3 separate regions of the Mus musculus genome follow, and all the other regions are linked to region 1. The links are chromatin contacts, called in public HiCAR-type and HiChIP or PLAC-seq maps. All regions are on one chromosome and are shown on one strand. The core of a region is the stretch at or near the end of the contact, and the rest is flanking DNA. Distances in the headings are between cores, read along the strand shown. Region 1 overlaps Lhfpl2 (lipoma HMGIC fusion partner-like 2). Region 2 overlaps Arsb (arylsulfatase B). Region 3 overlaps Arsb (arylsulfatase B).

What was found. HiChIP or PLAC-seq counts read pairs in DNA pulled down with a chosen protein or histone mark. HiCAR-type assays count read pairs that join an accessible place to other places.
Region 2: a HiCAR-type map of fibro-adipogenic progenitors shows a contact between it and region 1, with 5 times the contacts expected there. The contact joins two enhancer-like sites. A contact is called at or near these places in 1 of 15 datasets of contacts at CTCF or cohesin (the NIH/3T3 cell line), 6 of 484 Hi-C or Micro-C datasets (ECoMG-derived neutrophils, the G1E-ER4 cell line, bone marrow-derived macrophages and 3 more), 18 of 115 datasets of contacts at active chromatin or transcription factors (T-cell acute lymphoblastic leukemia, bone marrow-derived macrophages, craniofacial prominence and 11 more) and 3 of 9 other capture datasets (adipose tissue, embryonic stem cells and liver).
Region 3: a CTCF HiChIP or PLAC-seq map of the NIH/3T3 cell line shows a contact between it and region 1, with 5 read pairs. The contact joins two enhancer-like sites. A contact is called at or near these places in 1 of 15 datasets of contacts at CTCF or cohesin (the NIH/3T3 cell line), 1 of 484 Hi-C or Micro-C datasets (nephron progenitors), 9 of 115 datasets of contacts at active chromatin or transcription factors (VIP interneurons, bone marrow-derived macrophages, effector CD8 T cells and 6 more) and 4 of 9 other capture datasets (adipose tissue, embryonic stem cells, liver and 1 more).

Annotation. Positions count from the first base shown.
Region 1 is chr13:94,176,195-94,180,538 of GRCm38.p6, forward strand. All of the region lies in intron 3 of Lhfpl2 (lipoma HMGIC fusion partner-like 2), which reads left to right. LOC115488151 (a long non-coding RNA gene) reads left to right here. Exons shown (of 2, transcript XR_003950582.1): 2 at 1-4,344. Among named protein-coding and RNA genes, the nearest start is that of Scamp1, 110 kb to the right of the region's middle. Within about 2 kb of position 2,572, at least 98 of the 459 cell types and tissues checked have an H3K27ac peak or open chromatin away from gene starts, as enhancers often do. A contact at or near this core is called in the NIH/3T3 cell line, fibro-adipogenic progenitors and forebrain, where this site is marked.
Region 2 is chr13:93,838,227-93,842,570 of GRCm38.p6, forward strand. All of the region lies in intron 4 of Arsb (arylsulfatase B), which reads left to right. Among named protein-coding and RNA genes, the nearest start is that of Mir5624, 50 kb to the left of the region's middle. Within about 2 kb of position 2,130, at least 135 of the 459 cell types and tissues checked have an H3K27ac peak or open chromatin away from gene starts, as enhancers often do. A contact at or near this core is called in fibro-adipogenic progenitors and forebrain, where this site is marked.
Region 3 is chr13:93,896,715-93,901,058 of GRCm38.p6, forward strand. The region is part of intron 6 of Arsb (arylsulfatase B); the gene reads left to right. Among named protein-coding and RNA genes, the nearest start is that of Mir5624, 110 kb to the left of the region's middle. Within about 2 kb of position 2,012, at least 85 of the 459 cell types and tissues checked have an H3K27ac peak or open chromatin away from gene starts, as enhancers often do. A contact at or near this core is called in the NIH/3T3 cell line, where this site is marked.

The DNA.
Region 1 (4,344 bases), core at 1,322-3,821:
GTTTTGTTTTGTTTTGTTTTTGGTCAGCTTTCTTCTCCTCTGACACATTGCCTCAGGTGTCTTTCTTAAAACATTTGTCAAGTGTTACCAAAGTGTTTTAAATAGCCTGTTTGAAAGCTGCTCTGCCAGAGACTCCTGGTGTGTCTTTCTAGGAGCTCTTCCTTCCCTGAGAAGCTCTCAGAAACATCTACCTTCTTGCAAACAAACACAAAACAGTTGGGGTGTGGGGTGGGGGAGCAGTCTGGCTCCAGCACATCTTTTGTAGTCTTTGGATACAAAGTAGAGACGTCCTTTATCTTTTGGTCTTTATCTTTATATTTTTGAAGACTGTTCCGGTGCAGCTTCTTTTGTTTTTATGTTTCTTTTTCTTCCCTTGAACACATGGGAAGCCTCCTGCCTCAGCTTCCAGGTTGCTGGCATTACAGGCACTAGGCTGTCACATTCAGCATGTGTATGGGTTTTTAAGAAGGACCATTCCAGCAAACCCTATCCCTGAGGATGTTAGCCCAACGAACTCTTGTTTGCTGTTTCTCCTAATTGGCAAGCAAACGTTTTTTTTTTTTTTTGCAGAGTTCATTGTATATCCTTGACCGTGAATTTTTCTGACTTATCTCTCTTCATAGATCATTTGAGAAGAGTTGAAGAGGATACACACACACACACACCCCTACCTCATGGGCAGCCTGCTAGAGAGGATAGTTACAAAAGTCTGATCTTCCTAAAGAAATTTGAGTAAATTTGAGTTTTCTGTCCATCCCTGTGACTTGGGCACATTTCAGAAATTCTGAGGTTACTCACAGTTTTCAATCGGCAAGAGGCAAACGGCCCTCCCGACTCCAAGTCTGCTCTCTAGAGGCTGTGGGTTTAAGGTGAAGCTCTGCAATACAGAAAAGGCTGGCTGCTTTGTCCACAGCTGGGCTCAAGCACACCTCAGCGAAGTGATGATAAAGATCAGGGGCTTACTCTTCCCGTGTGCCCATGTCTGCTAAAAGGGCTACTAAGTTCCTTCTCCCGGGATTGAGGTCCACACCAGGCCCTAGGCCCCTGTAGGCCTAGGCCTGGAACATTTGGCTACAAAAGTAGCCACACCAGTGTGGAGATGGTGACGGTCCTTCTCTTTGCTAGCGGCTGTCCTACCCACCCTCAACGCATGAGTGGCTGCCTGGAGTGTTCCTCTACTACGCCCCCTTGTGGTCTGTTTACCTGGATGCAAAGAAGCTCTTCCTAGAGCTGTATAATACTAACACTGGGGTAAGTGTTAGTATTGCTTCTTGCTCCATGGAAAAATGACACTTTAAAAAGTGACAGGATGTAAAATTACGAGATGACATAAGCATATTCCTGAGGCATACCTAATTTAAAAAAAATAAATATTCCACAGGCTTATATAGAAATACAAACTGAACTGTATGTAACCTGAGCATTTGGGAGAGGGAGGCAGAAGGATCTTAAGTTCAAGTCCAGCCTGGGCTATGTATCAAGACCCTCGCTCAAAACAAAACATTTTAAATAGTGGTATTTTGGCGTTAGAGTTACGTGTGAAAGATACTATCGCCTCAGTAGAAATTTCTTACCTGTTAACTTTTAAAGCATCAAGTCCAGATAACTGAAATAGTAGGATTTGTTTCAAGGCCTGACCTATCGACAGCCAGGAAACTGGACATCTCTACCCTCACACAGAAGCCTTGGTGTTAAGCAGTCACCTCTGGCCATCACTGGAGTTAGGCCTTACCTCAGAAGGCCTGAGAAACATTGGTCAACTAAGCCCATTTCTCTAAGCTCCAAGTCTGCCCACTTGTAAACGAATCTAATCATGGTAAAGGCGTTTGAGGGTTATGTTAGTTTACTAGCATGACAAACATGGTGTTTGGCGTCTGGGAGATGGTGTTAGCTCTGTGGTGATCGTGAAAATGTTGCTGCTTTCTTGCCACCAAACTTTAGGATGCTTTTGCATTCTAAGGGGTTGGATACCTTTTATAAGCCATTGTAGTTGGCCATATTATCTTCAAGTCCTGTATTTTCTGCCTGGTACTGCTCTCTGGTTCCTTGACTGCCTGCCTGGGGTGAGGCTGTCCGGCACAGGTGCAGAGCCGTCCTGAGGCCTTGGACAGTTGGGTCTTCCATCACGGTTCCAAGAAGCACAAAAGAGCAGATACTCTTCCTCTTTCCCACACGTACACGTCCTTATACTTTTTCTTCCTGGAGGCAGCTTCCACACTTGAGTCTTGACTGCAGGTGGCTGCTCAGACTCCCCCGGCCGCAGAAACCTCAGACTGGTGTGCACTAGAGGAGAGCAAGTCTGGGACTTGGCAGAGCCAGCAGCACACATGGGTTCCAATCCCTCTGGGACTCGTTACAAAAGCTGGGTAGCTGGCCAGCAGGGCTGGCTTTTGCCAGCTGTCTTCCGTAGGTTGTGACCTGGATGTAATCCATACTGAAACTGTAGAATGCAAAGATCCAGGTTTTCCATGACAGCATCAAGCAGTTTGTTTTTTGAAATGCATACAGTGTGAACACAGACGTCCACCGAATCCCCAGTGACTCAGGTTTGGGACAGAAGCCATTCAAATGAGCTCAGGACTTGGCTCAGTGGTGTTGGCAGGGATGGGTTCTGCTAGGCTTTGCCATGCCGGTTGCTGAGCCTGGCTGCCTGCTGTCTTCCAGTCCTGCCTCACAAGCTTCTTTCTGTCTGTTGGATCTCATACTCTACTCCGGTCGGCCCTCTGTCTGTGTGATCAGCCTCACAGGGCCTTCTCAGCCAGCTGTCACTCTGGTCTGCAGGTCTGCTACAGTGGAGGGGGTCGCCATGGGAACCCCAGCCTTGGCCACGAAGGGCCTGGTGTGTATGATCCTGTTTCCTTAGAAGTGAGCAGAGTGGGAGAGAGTGGGAGAGACTGTGCAAAGGAAAAGTGGTAAGAGAATGTGAGAGGACGTTGGGGGGCTTTGATGACCGTGACACCGCATCTAAGTGTGAGCGGCTGTGTGTGGCACCAGCTGCCATTGTGTTCATGAAGGTGAGTGTGCGGAGGGGTGAGTGGGCACGTAAACACCACAATTGCCAGCCAGGCTTGGTCTTCCCTCGTGAACCAGAGTGTGAGTGGAGGTATAGAGGGCACGTCGGACACCACTCGTTCCATCTAGAACTGACCTTCCTGAGCCAGTGTCTGAGAGGCGAGTGGGCAGGCACACCATGACTGACATCTGGAACTGGGTTCATTGCTCTTCTCCCATCGTGTGAAAACCAGCAGCAGGAGCCGCCGCCAGTGGCATGCATAGCCCAGCTGGGTCTCAGCCTACCCGTACGCTTTTCCTCTCCCTGTTCGTTCATTCAAGACCAGAAGGATGAAATCACTAAGAAAGGGGAGAGGAACGAAACCAGGGTCTCAGGATGAAGACGAGCCTAGGCATAATTTTACCTCTGAGAAAGTCACCTACCTTATCCTGAGAAGGCAGAGTGACCTTGGTGAGCAACTTTGGATCTCCCCAGGGAAAGGGGACTTAAGGAGAATTGTGAGGACAAGCCAGCTCTCCCTTTTGGTGAAAGCCAGGCACAGGAGACTTCTGGCTTCCCGGATGGGGGCTCTTGGTTTCTCTACACAGACAATGCCTCTGTTAACAGTTTCCTGTTTGAATCAGTTTTACAGTATCACAGGTTGGGCCTACAGAGATGGTAAAGAAGCAAGTGCCACTCTCTTAGAAAATGCAGATTCCATATTAGGTGGTTCATGACCACCTGTGACTCCAGCTACAAGGGGAATACAATACCTCCGGCCTCTCCAACGGGAACTGTGTATATATATACACACACGTATGTGTAAAGGGAACCAAATATATATATATATATATAAAGAGCCCAGTCATACCATGAAATAAAGACTAGTGTTTAACCACAGATAGACCAGGCAGCCATTAATGTGAAGAATCCAGAGGCTGGGATGCATTTTTTAAGAAGAATCTGTTGTATGGGCCTGAAGAAAATTGCAAACGCTCTTAAAATTCAGATACAGTGTCTGATTTGCAAATAGAATATGAAAACAGTCTGCCGCGGCACCTACTTGATTGCAGGCATAAACCACCGTGAAGCGGCTGATGCTCTGTGTTCAACCTACATTAGCAAGTCATGGGATAATGGCTTTGACGTGGCTCTGAATGTTTATTTACCTGAGTGATGTAGGCACTCTGTTTTAAGAGCTAAGGCAATGGTAGTATTTTCCAAAGCTGTAAAACCACTTTAAAAAAAAAAACTATATCTCTGTGTTATAGTACAAATATGAGTTTGTTATTTAATAATGTTCTTTCAAGTAACTTTAGTAAATAGACACACACACCCTAAAAATACACATG
Region 2 (4,344 bases), core at 880-3,379, 340 kb before region 1:
TTAGCTTGTATTGCCATGGAGTTATGAGTACCTGTTAGTTCAGGGATGTACTGTGATGTACAGACATGAGCTAAAATGGAGAGATGGTCACTGATAAAACCCTTGTTTCTTTTCTTCTTCCGAGCTGGTTTATTTTCTATTAAACCTCCCAGATGCTGTTTTGTTACTTTAGAATAGGAAATCTATATTATCTTTTTAAAAATCCCTCTTAAACAAGTGGGGTTTTCCCAAAAATTTCTCTAGCCAGAGGGAACTCTTCATTAAACAGAGCACTTTCTGGAAGGAGAGCGTATGAGCTTATGTCAGGAATTAAGTGATGGAGAAGGGGAAAATGTCGCCTGGCCTTAGGTGCAGAAACTGACCCAGAAGCCTTGGCCAAGTGGCGAGAGTTGACAGAGAGCCAATCGTGGTGCTTCTGACCCGTGCCTTGGCAGGAACCTCTCTGCTACCTTTAGACTTCAGAGCATCTCTAACTGGTTGGATCTTTGTCAAGAGCTTGGTCCGAGGTGGTTTCTTTTCTTTTCTTTTTATTTCTTTTCTCTTGATTTAATATAAAGCACTCACAAATTCTTTCAAGAACAACACACAGCTTTGTTTAGCTCCCTCAAGCCCTTTCACCTCTGTCAAGTTGCACCAGGAAATTTAAGGTCTAGCCAGAGGCCCCCAAAGAGTTAAAAAAAAAAAAAACCAAAACCCTCAACCATCCTGCAGAGTAGGAGAAATTGATGTCAAAAACAGATGTGCTGCTGTGGGCCTTGCTGAATTCATAAGTCAGGATAAAGCCAGTATGTATGCATGCATCTTAAAAAAAAAAATCTTGGCCAGAATTATAGAGAAATGGAAGGTCTCCTCTGCGATTCCTCTTCAGGCCTTGCTGGCCAGGAGCCCTGGTGAAGGGCTCCCGGGAGACAGGTGGCCCTGACAACTCCTAACCATTAAGTCAGAACGCCCTCTAATCCCTTGTTTTCCTTGTTGGTGTTCTGCAGGGCCGAGCTCCCTGCACAGAGCCTGCCCGTTTTCATTGGCTTTGGGGATTGTTATTGGAGTGGCTGACAGCTGTCTGCCAGGCTGTCTGAAACTGCCTTCCTGTGCTCTCCACACTGCTCCACTTCACAGCGCTATTGTTCCTGTCCAGCCTTTTCTTAAAATCTTTCCCAGCTGTATCCTGATATGGCAAACCACCTAAATTAGCTCCAGATTGTTCTGTTTATTTTATGTTAGATAAGTGATAGACTATAGTCCCAGCAGCGGGCCAAATGGAGGGTGGAAATGGGGGCAGGGTGTTGGAGGGGGTCAGAAGACGCTCGATTTTTTACTGCACAGGGAGAGTTCCAGACAAAACTCTGAAATGGCGCATGCGTGACAGAGCCACTAGTCCTGCCATTCATACGTGACCCAGAGTGGTTGGCAAGCATAAACTTTGGATCTGAACAGCAGAAAAGAGAAATCAGAACCCCAACACAAAGCCTTACTAGACAGAAGCAAAAATATCTATCCTGGGGAAAACACATAGGATCTGTCAGGTTGGTTTCTATGCCAGCTACCACACTTGACTTTCCTGTCAACAGAGACCCCTCTCACTTGCCAGTGAAAGGCTCTGTGGGTTCAAACCTGTCCCCAGTCCTTTAATCTCCCTGTATGCTCGGCATTTGAAAACATTTGCTTCCTGTGCCTGAATTTAAAGCTAGAAACCCACAGCAATTGACTCGCCATCATAACTGCTTTCCATACAGCTGCAAGTGAAAATTCACAATAGATTTGGCCTCTTCTGCTCCTCTTGGCCATCTGTGCAACTGCTTAACTGTGGCCTCTCCCCTGTGGGGCCAACTTCTAGCAGGGCCTCTCCACAGAGACCTTCCAAATGCTTAACAAAAAAGTGTTTTTTAACTATAACTAGATTCTCTCCCAGGATGAAGACTTCATATCTGTAGGGTTAAACCCAGATATAATATAACTAGATTCTCTCCTAGGATGAAGACTTTATGATCTGTTGGGCAAACCCAGATACAATATAAGAAATGAACGTCCAAAGCTTGACTCAGCTGAAGCAACGCTAGCAGCCACTGAGTGCTTGTCTCTGGTAACTCAAGACTCCCTAGTGAAGATAGCCATGACTCACTTCAGAGCTGGGCCACTCCTCCCCATGCTGAGCCAAAGTCCTTGAAACCCTTTCTGCCATGTGCAAAGACAGGGAGGAGAGCAGGGTCAGGAGTAATAAAAAAAAAAAAATGCCCCTAGGAACTGCCTCTCACTTTCCTTTTAGGAAAATAATCTCACTGTATAATTTTTTTAAATGACAAAACCAACTGGAGAAAAATAATTACCTTGTCAAGGTCTCTTGGCCCCAGTGGATATGCCTTTGGTCTCTATGAAGGTCCAGTATGGAGCTGCCTGGCCTGCATGTTACCCCAGCTCTCAGCGCTGGATCTTTCTATGTAGCCTTGTTGGCTTTTGATTGTGTACAGCCATGCATTTGTCCCTGGGCCAGGCTTCTCCTAGTTGTGTTCATGGAAAGGAGACTGAACCTGTCTCCCCTTGCCACAACACTAACAGCCTAGGAGGCCTTTAATCAGGGCCTAGCAAACCAATTTTTTTTCTTTAATTCTTACCTTATACCATGCACCTCATTACACTTTTGTTTTCATTCATTCCTAGACTTTAAAAACAGAGGCAAACAGCTCATGTGCCCTTGGCCTGTTCTCATTCAAACCATGGTACAGCTATCTCCAGCTAGCTAAGATGGAGTAAACAAGTCAAGGCTTCCTCACTGTGGCAGATAAAAATGAGAAGCAGAAAGCAGACTGTCTGAGACTTCATAGGGCAAATGGTAAATGAGTGGACTCTGGGTTTTATTAATTCTTGTGACGGGGTAAGCTCTGTGTGTTTGTTTTCTCTCCTCTGTCTTTCAGGTCTGACACATGAAACATGAAGTAGGCACTGATAGTATTCTTTTGAAGAAATCCCTACTTCTAATAGTGAGTGAAGAAATCAATAATCTGAAAAACATGAGGAACTCACCTCACATTTCTCTTCTCCAGTATTCTCTGCTCTGTGTTCTATGCCCTGTGCTCTGTGTTCTGTGTTCTCTGTTCTGTGCTCTGCACTCTGTGTTCTGTGCTGTGTACTGTGTGCTCTGTTTGCTCTGTGTTCTGTGCTCTGTGTTCTGTGTTCTGTGCTGTGTGCTCTGTGTTCTGTGCTTTGTGCTCTGTGCTCTGTGTTCTGTGTTCTGTGCTGTGTGCTCTGTGTTCTGTGCTGTGTGCTCTGTTTGCTCTGTGTTGTGTGCTCTGTGTTCTGTGTTCTGTGCTCTGTGTTCTGTGCTGTGTGCTCTGTGTTCTGTGCTGTGTGCTCTGTGTTCTGTGCTGTGTGTTCTGTGTTCTGTGCTCTGTGTTCTGTGCTGTGTGCTCTGTGCTCTTTGCTCTGTGCTCTGTGTTCTGTGCTGTGTGCTCTGTGGTCTGTGTGCTCTGTTTGCTCTGTGTTCTGTGCTCTGTGTTCTGTGCTGTGTGCTCTGTGTTCTGTGCTGTGTGCTTGTGTTCTGTGCTCTGTGTTCTGTGCTGTGTGCTCTGTGTTCTGTGTTCTATTTGCTCTGTGCTCTGTTCTGTGCTGTTTGCTCCGTGCTTTGTGTTCTGTGCTGTGTGCTCTGTGCCCTTTGCTCTGTGCTCTGTGTTCTGTGCTGTGTGCTCTGTGCTCTGTGTGCTCTGTTTGCTCTGTGTTCTGTGCTCTGTGTTCTGTGCTGTGTGTTCTGTGCTGTGTGTTTGTGTTCTGTGCTGTGTGCTCTGTGTTCTGTGCTGTGTACTGTGTGCTCTGTTTGCTCTGTGTTCTGTGCTCTGTGTTCGGTGCGGTGCTCGGTGTTCGGTGTTCTGTGCGGGGGGCTCGGTGTTCTGTGCGGGGGGCTTGTGTTCTGTGCTGTGTGCTCGGTGTTCTGTGCGGTGTACGGTGTGCTCTGTTTGCTCGGTGTTCTGTGCGGTGTTCGGTGTTCGGTGTTCTGTGCGGTGTTCGGTGTTCGGTGTTCGGTGCGGTGTACGGTGTGCTCTGTTTGCTCGGTGTTCTGTGCGGTGTTCGGTGTTCTGTGCGGTGTACTGTGTGCAATGTTTGCTCTGTGTTCTGTGGTCTGTGTTCTGTGCTGTGCTTTGTGTTCTGTGCTGTGTGCTCTGTGTTCTGTGCTGTGTGCTCTGTGTTCTGTGCTGTGTGCTCTGTGTTCTGTGCTGTGTACTGTGTGCTCTGTTTGCTCTGTGTTCTGTGCTCTGTGTTCTGTTCTGTGCTCTGTGTTCTGTGTTCTGTGCTGTGTGCTCTGTGTTCTGTGCTGTGTGCTCTGTAATCTGTGTTCAGTTTGCTCCATGCTCTGTG
Region 3 (4,344 bases), core at 762-3,261, 280 kb before region 1:
TAGTTCTTTGTCCTGTTTTCCTGATGTCTATGCTGGCTAGTTTTATATCAGCTTGACACACAGCAGAGTTATCTGAAAAGAGGGAACCTCAATTGAGAGGATACCTCCACAAGATCTGCCTGTAAGGCATTTTCTTTATTAGTGATAGATGGGGAAGGGTCCACTTCATTGTGGGTATTGCCATCCCTGGGCATGTGATCCTGGGTTCTATAAGAAAGTAGGCTGAATAAGCCAGGAGGAACAAGCCAGTAAACAGCCCTATGGCCTCTGCAGCAGCTCCTGCCTTCAGGTTTCTGCCCTGTTTGAGTTCCTGTCCTGACTTCCTTCAATGATGAACAACAATAGGAAAATATAAAACAAACACATCCTTTCCTCCCCAACTTGCTTTTTGCTCATGGTGTTTTATCACAGCAGTAGAAACCCTAAGTTAATGTCCTATGGTGCCAACATTCAAAAAGAAAACTTAGGCTCTTGGGAAATGTCAGTGAGCTGAGTATCTACCTGGAAGAGGTTCCCAAATTGATAGTAAGGGGGTTGTAGGCTTCTTCCCAGAGTCTCCCTGGGACTGCTTTGGCAGTGGGTCTGACTTCTTCACAGAAACTCCTCTGATCTTATAGAAGTGCTGAGGTTGGGTGCAGACAAACTCTTATGGACTCCCAGAAAGATTGCATAGAAAAAGCAAGTGCTGCCTCTGTGTGCCCAAGAGACTGCCCCCAGCTTTTGCCTCTATAAAAGGCATGGCAGGTCATTCTGTGCAACCTTTGCCTGTTGATCTGTCATTGTATCTCAGAAGACAAAGAGCATCCTCACCCAGCTCCATCGTAAGAGCTCATCCTGTCTCTGGGACCAGCGAGCCTGTCTCTGTATCTCCTGAAAAAATAAAGGCAACTTCCTGGGATATAAGAAGCAGGTCTCATCATTTAACCACAGTCAGAGGGAAACTGGGAGAATTGATTGTTCCTGTGTTTTTTACTCAGAGTGTTTAAAGATTAGTGGCAAACATTCTGGTCCAATAAAAAGTAAAAGTGTTTTCTATTTGGCGTCAGTTTATAAAAAATAATAGAGGAATCAAATGGAATTAGAATATACAGAAGTATATAATGGTCTCTGAGTGTGAGGGAGGTGTGAAGACAGTTTTCATTATCCTTTTGACCTAATTCACTGGATGTATTTTATTTACAATTAAACATTAGAAAGAAAGAACAAAGGAGAAAGGAAACAAAGCAATACTGTGCTCAGGTTGGACACCACTCCTCTCCTCTCCCCTCCCCTCCTCTCCTCTCCCCTCCCCTCCCCTCCCCTCCCCTCTCCTCCCCTCCCCTCCCCTTCCCTTCCCTTCCCTCCCCTCCCCTCCCCTCTCCTCTCCTCCCCTCCCCCACCCCCATAAGTGTGGGAACTCTGCTCAGAGCCTTGGGGCTGGAGTTAATCGTTTGATTTCTCTACATAGTATAGATCTGTAAACTGCCTCAGTGACAGTAATAAATTAGAGTGTCTTGATAAAGACCAAACTCATCAATTTTTCCAAAATCTGTATTTGATTAATTCTACAAAGGTCTAGGTCAAAGTTATTCCTCAAAGCTTATCATTTTAACAAAGAAACCCAAGGTTTCCAGGTTTGTCAGAAAACTCATTATCGCTGCACGATGGCAAAAGGTCACAAAATGCCTCCTTCCACAAGACAAATTTCTTCTGCTCAACAACCCATTCCCCTAGCAGAACCAAGAAAAACCTCTGACATTTCAGATCCTTTTGCTTCAGGGAAAATAAATGTTCCCCAGATCGTGGAGGAAAATGACAAACAAATTAATGAAAAACAGATCCGTTCCTACAGTGTACCCGGCTAGGGCAGACCGCATACACTCAAAGTCAAGCGCTCACTCTCAGGTCCTGCCACCTCTGCAGAGTGACAGTTCCCACAGTGGCATCAGCGCTGTCCTCACAGAAAGCTGTACACATACCACAGCGCTGCAAAATGAAAGAAACATGCGTCAGAAAAACTCCAGTGTTTAACTGTGGCTGGAACTGTGAACTTGTGAGTACGGGCATTTTGAAAGTGACTCAGCCCCTTCTCACAGTGCACACGCAGAACTTGACTTAATTTAGCAGTGCTGTTTTCCTACACCCTAAAAGTTCCTGCTTTTAATTCTGCATCATTTGTACCTCTGAACACATGCTTTCCCCATATCTTCAGTTTCCACTGATTAACTAATTTTAACCTTGAGGACATTTCTTCCTTCCTTTTTTCTTCCTTCCTTCCTTCCTTCCTTCCTTCCTTCCTTCCTTTTTTTCTTTTGAACCAAGCAGTATGGACAAAGCCCGAGTTCCCCATGACCCCAGCTGGGTGCCAGTGCTAACGGGTTTAATTTGCCCTTTCAGAATCCTTCAGTTACTCATTTAAACAATATAGGCATGTGGAATTGTATACATGTGTGCTGCTTTTCCCCCATATACTTGGTTTCATATGAAATGTTTTGCTTTGTTTTTGTTTGCCATATGCCTTAGTTCAGTAAGTAGAGATTAGTGACTTTCTATGGGGGCTGCTTTGCCTCTGGGGGAGACTTGGTGACTTCTAGAAAGCTTTTTGGTAGTTACAAATGGGTAGAGACCAAGGATACTGACAATCACAATGTATACATCAGCTCCCTAACAGAGCATCATCTACATGAAGTGTCAAGGATGCCAAGACCGCCGCTGTTAGGATCTTCCTCCTCTGACCTGCAGCAGAGCCAGTGGTCCATTCAGCCAGTCATGCACAGGATCATTTGGCTGAATCCTTAAGCATGTGGGCCTATTCCTTTTCACCACAGCTAGCCCTCTTCCTGCATACCTGTCTTAATCCATTCCTGCTGCTATAACAAAATACCACGGGTCAAACACCTCATAAATATCAGACATTTATTGTTCACAGTTGTGGAGGCCAAGAAGCCCAAGGTCAAGGTATCTGCAGATGTAGTGTCTATAATGGGCTTAATCTCCAAGTCAAAAATGGTTTCCCTTGGCTGTGATGTCTTAAGGCAAATGGGGTCAGAAGGGCAAAGGTGAAAAAGGGAAGTATCTCTCTTCCTCAGGTCTTTTTGTGAGGGCACTAACTAAGCCTGTCCATCCTATTCATGGTGGAGGAACTAAATCATTCCACCTTGTGACCCTACCTCTCAGTACCTTGGGGGTCAAGTTTCAGGAGGCCATTCCTTTTAACCACAGCAACCCCTACAGGCTACCAAGATCTCTGAATGTCCTGGCTCCATCTCAGAAGCCACCTTGTACATTTCCCAAAGCTAGTCACCAGGGTTTCCTTCAGCACTCATCCCCCACTTGGCCTTGCCCCTGACTGTCCCTCCCTCCTCTGTGGTACCAGGCTGATTCCCAGAATCATGCTAGACTCTGTTACTATGGAGATTAACTATGGATGGGTCCTGCTCTGCAGACTATCTGGTCTAGCATCAGGGATTGTGCCAGGATTGCAAACTGACTGACTGACTGACTGACTGACTGACTGACTGACTGACTGAGATATAGTATTACAGATTGTAGAGGCCAGCAAGGGATGCTTTTTCTTCATGGTTCAGAATTTATTACACATTTTATCTTGGTGACTATTTCTCCTGAAACACACGTTTCAAACAGTAAATCAACAAGAAAGCTCCTTTCTCTCCACTTACAGCCCCTGTATTGTGTCACACACACACTCTCTCTACTGAGAACACACTTGGCCTCTGCCAAGGCTGAGAGCTTCCTTTGAGAGCAGTCCAGCTTGTGAGCAGCTGAGGGGAGGGACAGGTGGTCCTTCTACAGCTACAGGTCCTTCCCCTGCCCTGACTTTCAGCCTCCTTTGGATGGTGGTGCCTTGGGCTCCTGTGGCCTCTCACTCCTTCAAGGGGACTCCAGGAGTAGACTGAGATAAAGGTGCTGGCTGGCCCTCATCTCCCTGGATCAAGGAACCTTAAGCATCTACCAAAAATCCAACAGCAAAGGAAATCTCAGCTGCAAATCCAATCCAATAAACCCCTTCAGCTTGCACTTAGTGTTCACTGTGCAGGGTTGCGGGAGATAGAAAGATAAATGGGATGTCATCCCCAAGAAGCCGGAGCCCACCAGGATGGGGGCATGTATAAACAGTTACATAGAATGCAAAGCAGAATGAAGTTACCACTAAAAAAAAGGCTTGAGCAGAGTAGCTGGGGGAGGAGGGGGCTTAGTTATAAAGCAGGGACCCAGCAGCACGCCTGAAAGCCACTTCCCACCTAAAAACAAGAGGCACTTTATGTGGTAGATTGTCTTCAGTTTAAACAACAGGAAAGTAGGATTTCTGACAGGAGAAATGAAACAGGAACACATCTAGGTTCT